2 separate regions of the Gossypium hirsutum genome follow, and region 2 is linked to region 1. Evidence: chromatin contacts called from public Hi-C data. All regions are on one chromosome and are shown on one strand. Each heading gives the region's core, a stretch centred on a gene start, on an enhancer-like site or on the middle of the called end of the contact. The rest is flanking DNA. Distances are from core to core; before and after follow the strand shown.

Region 1 (4,683 bases), core at 866-3,365:
AAAATACTTACCCAAACACATAGATGTCAGCAGGTTCATCGATATCTATCCAATCATCAATATCTAGGTCATCAGGTGGAACCGTTCCACCAACATTCCAGGTACCGACGCATATTCTATTAATTAAAAAGGGGGAAAAAATTGTTTCAGCAACAAACCTATAACAAGCAAACTCCTTTGAGTCACCAAAATTGTACAACTAGTTTAAGATTTATGTGTCAATGCCACAAGGGAGAAGCACTGCACCTTAATTCCTTTGTGCTTATGTATTGTGCCCTAAAAGTCTCTGAATTCCGTCTCCTTAATCTTGGAAGACAATCTGAGATCAAAAAGATGGGAAAAGATTGTGACTATTCAAAGAGAAAAGAAATCAAAAGAGCACTTCACCTCACTCCCTGAATTGGATATTCACACAAACCACAAAAGGTTACACTCAGAATGCCAAAGTCAAAAGTGTCTGATTGCAGGGATATCTGAGGTAAACTTAACTAGAGGTACAAAAGGTGCCCTCCTGAAAATTTCACTGGTAAGTAAAAGTAACTGATGAATTTGTTTCACCGCCTTTGGAAGGTGATTTGCTTGTACATAATAGAATTAAGAGGGGTAAAAAAATTTGAACTTCTCTAAAATTCAGTTAGTTAGATGCTACAGGATAACTCCATTTCCATGTGACCCGCAGTTTCCTTTTAAGATTGCTAGAACTGTGCAATCGAAGAAAAGAAGAATAGAGCTATATCAAATCAAAGAAAACCATCAATAAACTACCTTGCCAGTCATTTGATTAATCCATCCACTAGGCAAATAACAAATAGAAAGTCTAAAAAGTCATTTGATTAATTGAGCCAACTTTATCAACTATATTTCATGAGATGCACAACCAGCTACCAGCTGAAGGGACTAAATATATTGATAAGCTTTCTACTAAATCATCAACTATTTTATGTTGAAAGGAAATATCAATCCCGATATCACAACCATTCCAATTCCGTAGCTTCATGAACCACCTGACTGTACAACTTAAGTTTGACTTTCACCGACCCCCCAATGAAAGATTGACAATCCAAAATTTTAGATTGGATGTTCCTCATGTATTTAGAAGTCTTTTACAACAACTTAAATTTCCAAACTTTCCAGCTAAAAGGGAAAATGATGCTACTCAAGTCTCAAGGTGTCAAGGAAATAGAAGATAACTAGCTTGCACACACAAATGACATAGGCATATAGCAACTTAACAACGTCAACTTTGATAAGGGATTAAGATTATTACCATTTAGATCAGGCTGAGGATCCTCCTCTCTAATCCCTCTAAACCTTGAGCCAATGCCATTGCCACAATCAAAAAATTCTGCAAAACCCCACACATTTAGACTCAAATTCCAAAAGAACCAGAAATCAGCCCGTAAAAACAACTCTAGAATAAATAAAAACCACCAAAAAAATCTCAAAATTCCCAGAAAACTGGGAAAATAATCCAATACATGAGAAATGGGGTCAGAAGGAAACTGGTGAGAGCACCTTCGGTTTCAGAATCCGAACCAATGTCATCTCCATCATCGGTGTCGGCACTGTAATCGGAATCTCTGGGATTGATATTGAGCAACTTACGCATGACAACTCGAGGCCAAAAAAGCTGTAGGCAGGAGCAACCAAAACAGCAGATTTCAACCCAACTTCTCTGCAAGTTCTCTCTTAGTTATACTATAATTAAAATCTCAAACGCACAAAAAAAAAACCAAAACTAACAAAAAGAAAAAGGAAAGAGGGGAAAGCAAAATGCTTAGAAACACAAAAAAGCAGTACCTCCGGCCGGGGCTTTGAGCCTTGTTTCATAGCTGCATACACAAAAAAAATTTTAAAAAATGCAAAGAAATGGAGAGCGCAAAAAGAAGAGAGAAAAACAATGGAAGCCAAAGTATAGTATTACTTAAATTAATTACTTAATCTGGATTTCGGGTCTTTTGACTCTTAATTAAAGACTTAGTGACTACCCATTATTCAATAGCACAATCAGATGGTGATATGATAATCACTACAATTATTGACTTAATCCCCCATTAATTGATCTGTTTTTATTTTTGGAACTCGGGGAGCTGTGAGCTTGAGTTGTTTCGGTGTACCAAGCTCAATTTCACACGCTCTTTAACTCTTTAAATAGCTAATGTCAATTGGAGAAACTTGTATTTAATTATGCTTCCGATCCTCTACTTTTTAAATTTTTGAATTTTAAACTTTATTTATTATTGAGGTTGGAAAACATTTTTCAATTAAATCTTGATTCCAAACTAAATTTTTTTTATAAATAAGTACCTTTCAAACTAAACTTAGGATTTTAATCCAAAGTCAAAAAGTTAATTTATTTAATTTTTAACTTTTGAATAAGTATTTTTTAATGAAATTATTTATTTTTATCCTTGGTTAAACCTTCCAATTTATAATTACAAGTCTAAAATTGTCATTTTATCTTTACAAAAGTATTTTTAACCTCAATGGTAAACTTGTACTTATCAATTGAAGTTTAATTTTTAAATTACACAATTTAAGAAACTAAATTCTTAAAAATAAAAAAATAAATTTTAAAATTTTGAAGAAGATAGAACTAGAGTTACTCTATAGTAATATGAGGAATAAATAATCATGTTGTCTATTTAAAACATCTATTACTCTTTCAATTCTTATTTCTTATTTTACTTAATTGAATTAACTTTTAATATTATCATATTAAAATTAATAATTTTAAATTGTTAAGCTTAAAATATAATTTTTAAAAAATACGCATATTAATAACATTTATTAAATTAATTTTTTATTTTTCAGATATAATAAAAACTAATTACATTTATTAATTACAGTAGAAGAAAATATAAATTACAAAATTATAAAAAAAATCGAATATTATCAATTTTAAAATTTAGAAAATTGATTTAACAATATATAAAATAAATAATCTGTAAGAAATTATTAATAATATTATTTAAACTATAATATATTAATATTGATATTCAAAGCATGACTAATTTTTGTATTATTTTAATATTAAATATTTTTAAAATTAAATATTATTAATATAACTTATTCTAAATTTATTAAATATTTTTTAATTACATTAAATTTTCAATTTATTAAAAATTTTAAATAAAAACTAATTTTATAAAAAAATATTATAAATTTAATATATATATATAATCGGTTCATGCATTAAATGAAAATACAAATTATTTTGAATTAAAAATTACATTAAAAATATATTATTTTATAAAAAATTTTATAGATGAATTTTATATTATAAAAATCTTAAATTTTTGTATATTCATTTTATGTTTTATACAACATAATATTTTAATTTAATTTTTATCGTATAATCTTATTGCATAGGATATTATTAAGTGTGCATGGCAGTCAAGTGATGATGGATTGGGAGGTTCATTGAATTTTGCATAATTTAGAGACTGAATAATTCATGGCATGGACCCAATTAGTTTTATTTTCCTATTGTATATAATGTAACTTTATGTTTTTACCTTTTAATAGATGTTTTGTCAATTCTTGTCTTGTTTGATTTGAAATGTAAAATAATTAAGTGATATATATATGGTTCGAACCTAATCTTAAGCAAAAGAAATGAAAAGGTTCCTTATAAGGGAACATTAAGTTATAACTATGCCTTCACATCATCATCATCATAATAAAATATATTAAAATAATAATGTCTTAAAAAAGTGATATCTTTAGATGACTTGTGTATTATAAATATTTTATTATTAAGTAGATGTTGATTAATATTAAAGTAAGTTTGATATACATTATGTTAGGTTTGAAAATATCAAGAGGAATTGAATTGGTATTTTAAAAACTTTACAAACTTTTTTAAATGATAAGGGAAGGGAGAAAAAGTTTCGACAATTCGATTTATAGTGGCTCGACCCCAATTGACTATATCCACTACCTTGGAATACCTCAACCAATGATTTCTCAATTAACTATACTTGAATTTATACATTTTAATGACAAGGTATAACTTTTACAATCTCTATTTTTTACAAGATTGAGATAGAACCTTTCCGTAGCTTTGTGGCTAAACTATAACCCTCTAGTTTTTACAAAACTCGACTAAAACCCTTAAATGCTATACCTCAAAAACCCTAAGGAAATCTTTCAATACAAAGAAAAAATGTCAACAATGAGGACTTCTCAAAGGTGTGTGTTTACAAGTGTTAAGCCCTCTTAAAGAATGGAAATAATAATGATAGGAAATAATAATGATAAAAAATCTAACAATAAGCACCTAAGAAGTATGTACAAGAGAAAATGATGAAATAAAAAATTAGAGGATTTTCTCTTGATTTCTATGCTTGGATGTTCATTTCTTGTGTCTTGATTTGTTTTTTTTTTCCTTTTATTTTTATCAAAGAATGAATTTGAGGATGTTTATGGGCGTTGGGGATGAATTCTAGTTGTTCAAAGCATTAATTTCGAGCTTTAAAACACTTACAAAGCTTTAGGGTATGACACTTAGCCTTCGAGGTGTGGCACTTGATCTGCCACGATTTATCATGCTTATTTGATATCTTTTTACACTTATTTTAGTATGTTTTAAAGTAAAATCGAGTTGTTTTAGTAATAATTTATGTTTTTAGAGTTTAAGTAGTGAAAGTATAATTTTTAGTTGTTTCTATTTATGGTTAC
Region 2 (4,496 bases), core at 1,616-4,115, 160 kb after region 1:
GTGAAATAATTGCTCTGGTTTTTACATCCCCAACGACTCTATTCATGAAACCAACAACCTCAATGGTTGGAAATCAATTAGGGGGTATGAATACAAACTTCTTAAGTTCCTACAACAACAAGAAAATACTTTCAAGCAAAAATCATCAATCAAACAACCTTAGAGCTTAATAGTTTCATATTCTTCTTACATACACTTATGAGCTTTATTTCTATTCATTTGCTCAAATGTATTTTATTGTATTTGAGCTTCATTTGCAAATAATTAATCTTGTAAGTATTGTTTCTTTGTTTGCTTATTTGTATCTCTTTGAGAGAGTTTGTAACTTAAGATTTGGAGTAGAAATCTTAAGGAGTTGTAAGGTTAAACCTTGTTCTCAAAGGTTGAACAAATTAGTGAATTTGAGAAAATCCTTAGTGGTGGAAAGCTAAGGTAGTGGAGTAGGCAATTGGGGCCGAACCACTCTAAATCTTTGTGTCAATAATTTTTATTTTCTCTCTTTACTTCCACTATTTTTTTTAAAAGGCCAATCCTCCCCCTCTTGAAGATTTCAGTTTGTTGTATCGAGTTAACATATTACTTTGTGATCGTTTTATATTATCATTATCAATGTTTAGTTTTACAGATATCCTCTTATTAGCATTACATGATTGATGAAATAGGAAAGTGGTCACAAGTAATTTGTCATAAGACAAATGATTTAAGTACTATGTGTTAGTAATGACTTTTAAATATTGAAAGATGTAATCTAAACTATGAGATAAAATAGGATCATATTGGGAGAACGAATTTTATCCCAAACAGATTTAGTATATTCTATGAGGGTAACACACTTATGGCAAGGGCATTGGATGAGCACTTAATAAATTAGCTTATGTGATGATATATAGTAAGGGAGAGTTAAGTCATGATACTATATTGGAATGACTCTATGATCAAAATAAATTATAAATAATAAGCGAAGAGCCAAAACTTAATTAAAAATTATTTGAGCTCGAATTATATATGTCCAATCAGTCCCTCCATTAGTTCAAGATCACCAAAAATAAATTTTATGTAAAACCTATAAATTATGGAATGAATGAAAACAAATAACTAAGACAAATAGAATGCATGAATCACTATCAGTTGTGATACGTTTTCTCGCTAAGTACAAAAGATGACTTAGAAATTAATTTAATTTCTTCAAATTATTATTTAATTGATTGTAATTAAATAATTAAAGTTCGAAGGGAAAATTAAATTTATTAGTCATCATAGATTTATTGAAGAAGGCAATTAAATTAATTTCTTCATGGATTCTAATATGGTAAAGATGTCATGACTTTAATGAAATTAGAATTGAAATGAGAAAATAATTTATTTGAGAAATTATTTTAATTTAACTAGTAAATTAAATTAATTCATTAATATTTTTGCAAAATAGAAAATAGTTATTGGATTGAATAAATTATAAGTGTTGAATATAAGTCCAGATAACATATAATAGTACACAATACACAAAATGCCTAAATAAGTCTTGTTATATGAGAGTAGTGACAAACCCTAGTATTCCATAGGGTGTGTTGTTGCTTCATGTATTCTATACCAAGTACAATATTGTATTTTCTATTAAAATATTGTTATTTAATTAACTCTTGTTCAAGTAGAATTCTTGTACCATTTCTCTATAAATAGGAACTATGAGCTAACCTCTTTAAACACATACATTATTGAGCATCATTATTCTGTCAGAAAATAGTTGTAATTTAATTTTAGAATACATTCTATTTTCTGTAAAAAGCTCGTAGTTTTCAGTTAAATAAAGAAAATTAATTTTTTCACTAAAAATAATAAAAGTTTCCATTTTGTGCAGCAATTTGGGGTTTGAGGATAGTGGAGAAAATCGATTAGTTGAAAGCCGGGAAACGACTTAGACTATCTCGTACAAAGTACAAGTATTATTTCAGTTAAAAGTTTATTATTATAAATATCACAATTCAAAATTTAAATTTACACTATGATTAAAAACATTATTTTCTAAACCGATTTTTGAGATAATTAGACTAGATTTTAGAGTGAATGAATGCTTAGGTGACTCACTAGTGCTCAATGAGTTTAAAGATGTCATTATCAACCTCGCACAGAAACAATAGCAAATCTACTGATCCTCAACCAAACGGAAGTAGAAAATTAATGGGAGATGAGGATTGTATAAAGCGAAGTAATCAAAACTCTAATACCATGTTGGAATTAGGAAGAGTAAACAAGTGATAATAAAATCAAGAATTAAGAGAACTTTTGAAGGAACCTGAGAAATAGATATAAGAACTATTTCATAATTTTGATTGATCTAACTTAAATTCCGTTGATACATCAAGAACTGTATTTAAACTACATCAACGGACTGTAATCTTTTGTGACTGAGCACATAGCAACATTAGAATTGCTTACCCGAGTCTTCATTACTAATGTTGTTATCAGTTGACAAACATAAGCCTCAAAAGAAACCAAGTTTCTCTGCTTCTTAGTGTTTAAATACTAATTCCCGGATGTTTTACTAAACTCATGTTCCACATGTATTTACAAAGCTAATTGCTTCATCATCAAGTCGGTGCAAAGTTAAGTTAAAATTTGACATGTTTAAATCATAGTCGATATTTGGATCAATAACTCAATTCTATTATTGAAAAATATTTTATAATTAAATTTAACATATCCAATAAATTGAATTCCACTTTGATAGGGATGGATGATAGTGAGTCGGTGAAATAGAATTACACAATGCATCTGAGGGGCCAGCGAATGGTCTCGAAATGGGAGACCAGTTTTCAATTGCTGAGTCTGGTCTCCATTGGAACGGTCGGCCATACATCATTTGCTCATGGCTGCCCACAATCTTTTAGCCATGCATTTTTGTCGTCACTTAAACCCATCATTTAAATCCTGACCACTCATACTCCTTCCCTTTTCCTTCAGGTGGGATGCTCAGGCCAGGCTTTCCTGATTTGTTCTTTTCCAGATATTATTTTCTTTTGAAACTATTATTTCAAAAAGTTGTGGTATTTCTTTTAATGGGTAATTCAAATCATGGATAGCTTTTTAACTAATATATTTGAAAATATAATGATGTTAATAAGGTATTAATATTGAGGTTGGGAGATCTTTGAGATTCTAAAGTTTCATTCTTATGCAAATTATGTTTACGTTTTTAGTCCCTCATTCTTATCTAAGTTTTGGAATACTTCAATTATCAATTTATTTATGTTTTGTAATTATAGTTATTTGGATTTTAAAACTCAATGATAAGTCGAACACAACAGACTCAGTTACAACATCTAACAGATGTTTCAATCATAGTATAGATTATGCCACCATGTCACTCCATAAATACAAAATAAAAGCGCGTTGATGTTGTCTAATTGTTTCCTCTAAGTCAAATAACATATTTATTTATAGTATTATTGTTTTTAAAGAAAAAATTATTAATTTATTTCATGAATAGGATTATACAACTTGAAGAAAAATAAACAACAAATATCCATCTTATGTGGAAGAGGACAAGCTCCATCAATATAATAAATGCTTCGGCATTAATAGAACATTGTGACATGTTGACAATTGACTTTATCTCAACTCAAACACGACATATCTGAAGTAATGCAAGTGCTTAATACGATATGGAAATCAACTCCAGATGATCCAAAGAGGCAAGCAAAATTTGGTAAAAGAATCGAGCATCCACCAAACTAAAGAGGATGACAACAAAATCATCCCTAAAATTGCTTGCAAAAGTGAGACTATATTCATAAGCAAGACTAAAAATGTGCTACAAGAGTAGACAAAAACTTCTAAAAATAAAGATTAATTAAACAATGAAAAATAAACAAAAAAGAACTTATAAGAGTTATGACAAAACAAGTCTCGTGAAATCATTTATTATTTTGAAATACTTTCAAAACATAAACAAATTAAGAAGCTGACAAAGAGCCACACACTTTCCAAGAGAAACTGCTAGTGGTTGATGGAGTTTCAACGACAACATACAGGCACCATCATCTATCCATCACAACTTGTAAAAATAATAAAGATGCCCACAAAATAGATCTACAAACTAGAAAATAAGAAGACACATTGAGTGAATGAGAAGAAGAAAGAAAGAGAGGATTGGTGAGAGGGAGAAAAAGGCAGGCGGTAGCCAACCCAAAGGCTGGCATCACCATTGGGCAAAACAAAAGAGAAGAAACAAACGACTTACAAAAAAAATAGAAAAATTTCTAGGATTTCTTGGATTACGTAACTTTTGAAAGTTGGGTGACTGAAATATAATTTTAAATAAAATTTGGAGATAGTTGGTGTAATTTACCCTATAATATAACAAATATTATTAAGAAAGTAATTTTTCTTTTATATTTTAAGTAAAAATCTAAAAAAATTACACACGATAAAATTTAAACATAAAATACTATGATTTTTAATATTTTAACTTCATTGTTTCAACAAAAACTTTATTTATT

The links. A called contact is a pair of places that touch in the nucleus more often than the background predicts.
Region 2: a contact with region 1 is called in a Hi-C map of hypocotyl, with 2.3 times the contacts expected there. The contact joins the enhancer-like site here to the promoter of LOC107962306 in region 1. A contact is called at or near these places in 2 of 34 Hi-C or Micro-C datasets (hypocotyl and leaf).

The regions. Positions count from the first base shown.
Region 1 is chrA06:56,177,749-56,182,431 of Gossypium_hirsutum_v2.1, forward strand. LOC107962306 (type IV inositol polyphosphate 5-phosphatase 3) reads right to left here and starts at 2,116. Exons shown (of 13, transcript XR_005928649.1): 1 at 1,989-2,116; 2 at 1,801-1,832; 3 at 1,516-1,675; 4 at 1,268-1,345; 5 at 247-319; 6 at 12-158.
Region 2 is chrA06:56,341,641-56,346,136 of Gossypium_hirsutum_v2.1, forward strand. No RefSeq gene overlaps it. Among protein-coding and RNA genes, the nearest start is that of LOC121231243, 36 kb to the right of the region's middle. Within about 2 kb of position 2,866, at least 1 of the 9 cell types and tissues checked has an H3K27ac peak or open chromatin away from gene starts, as enhancers often do. A contact at or near this core is called in hypocotyl, where this site is marked.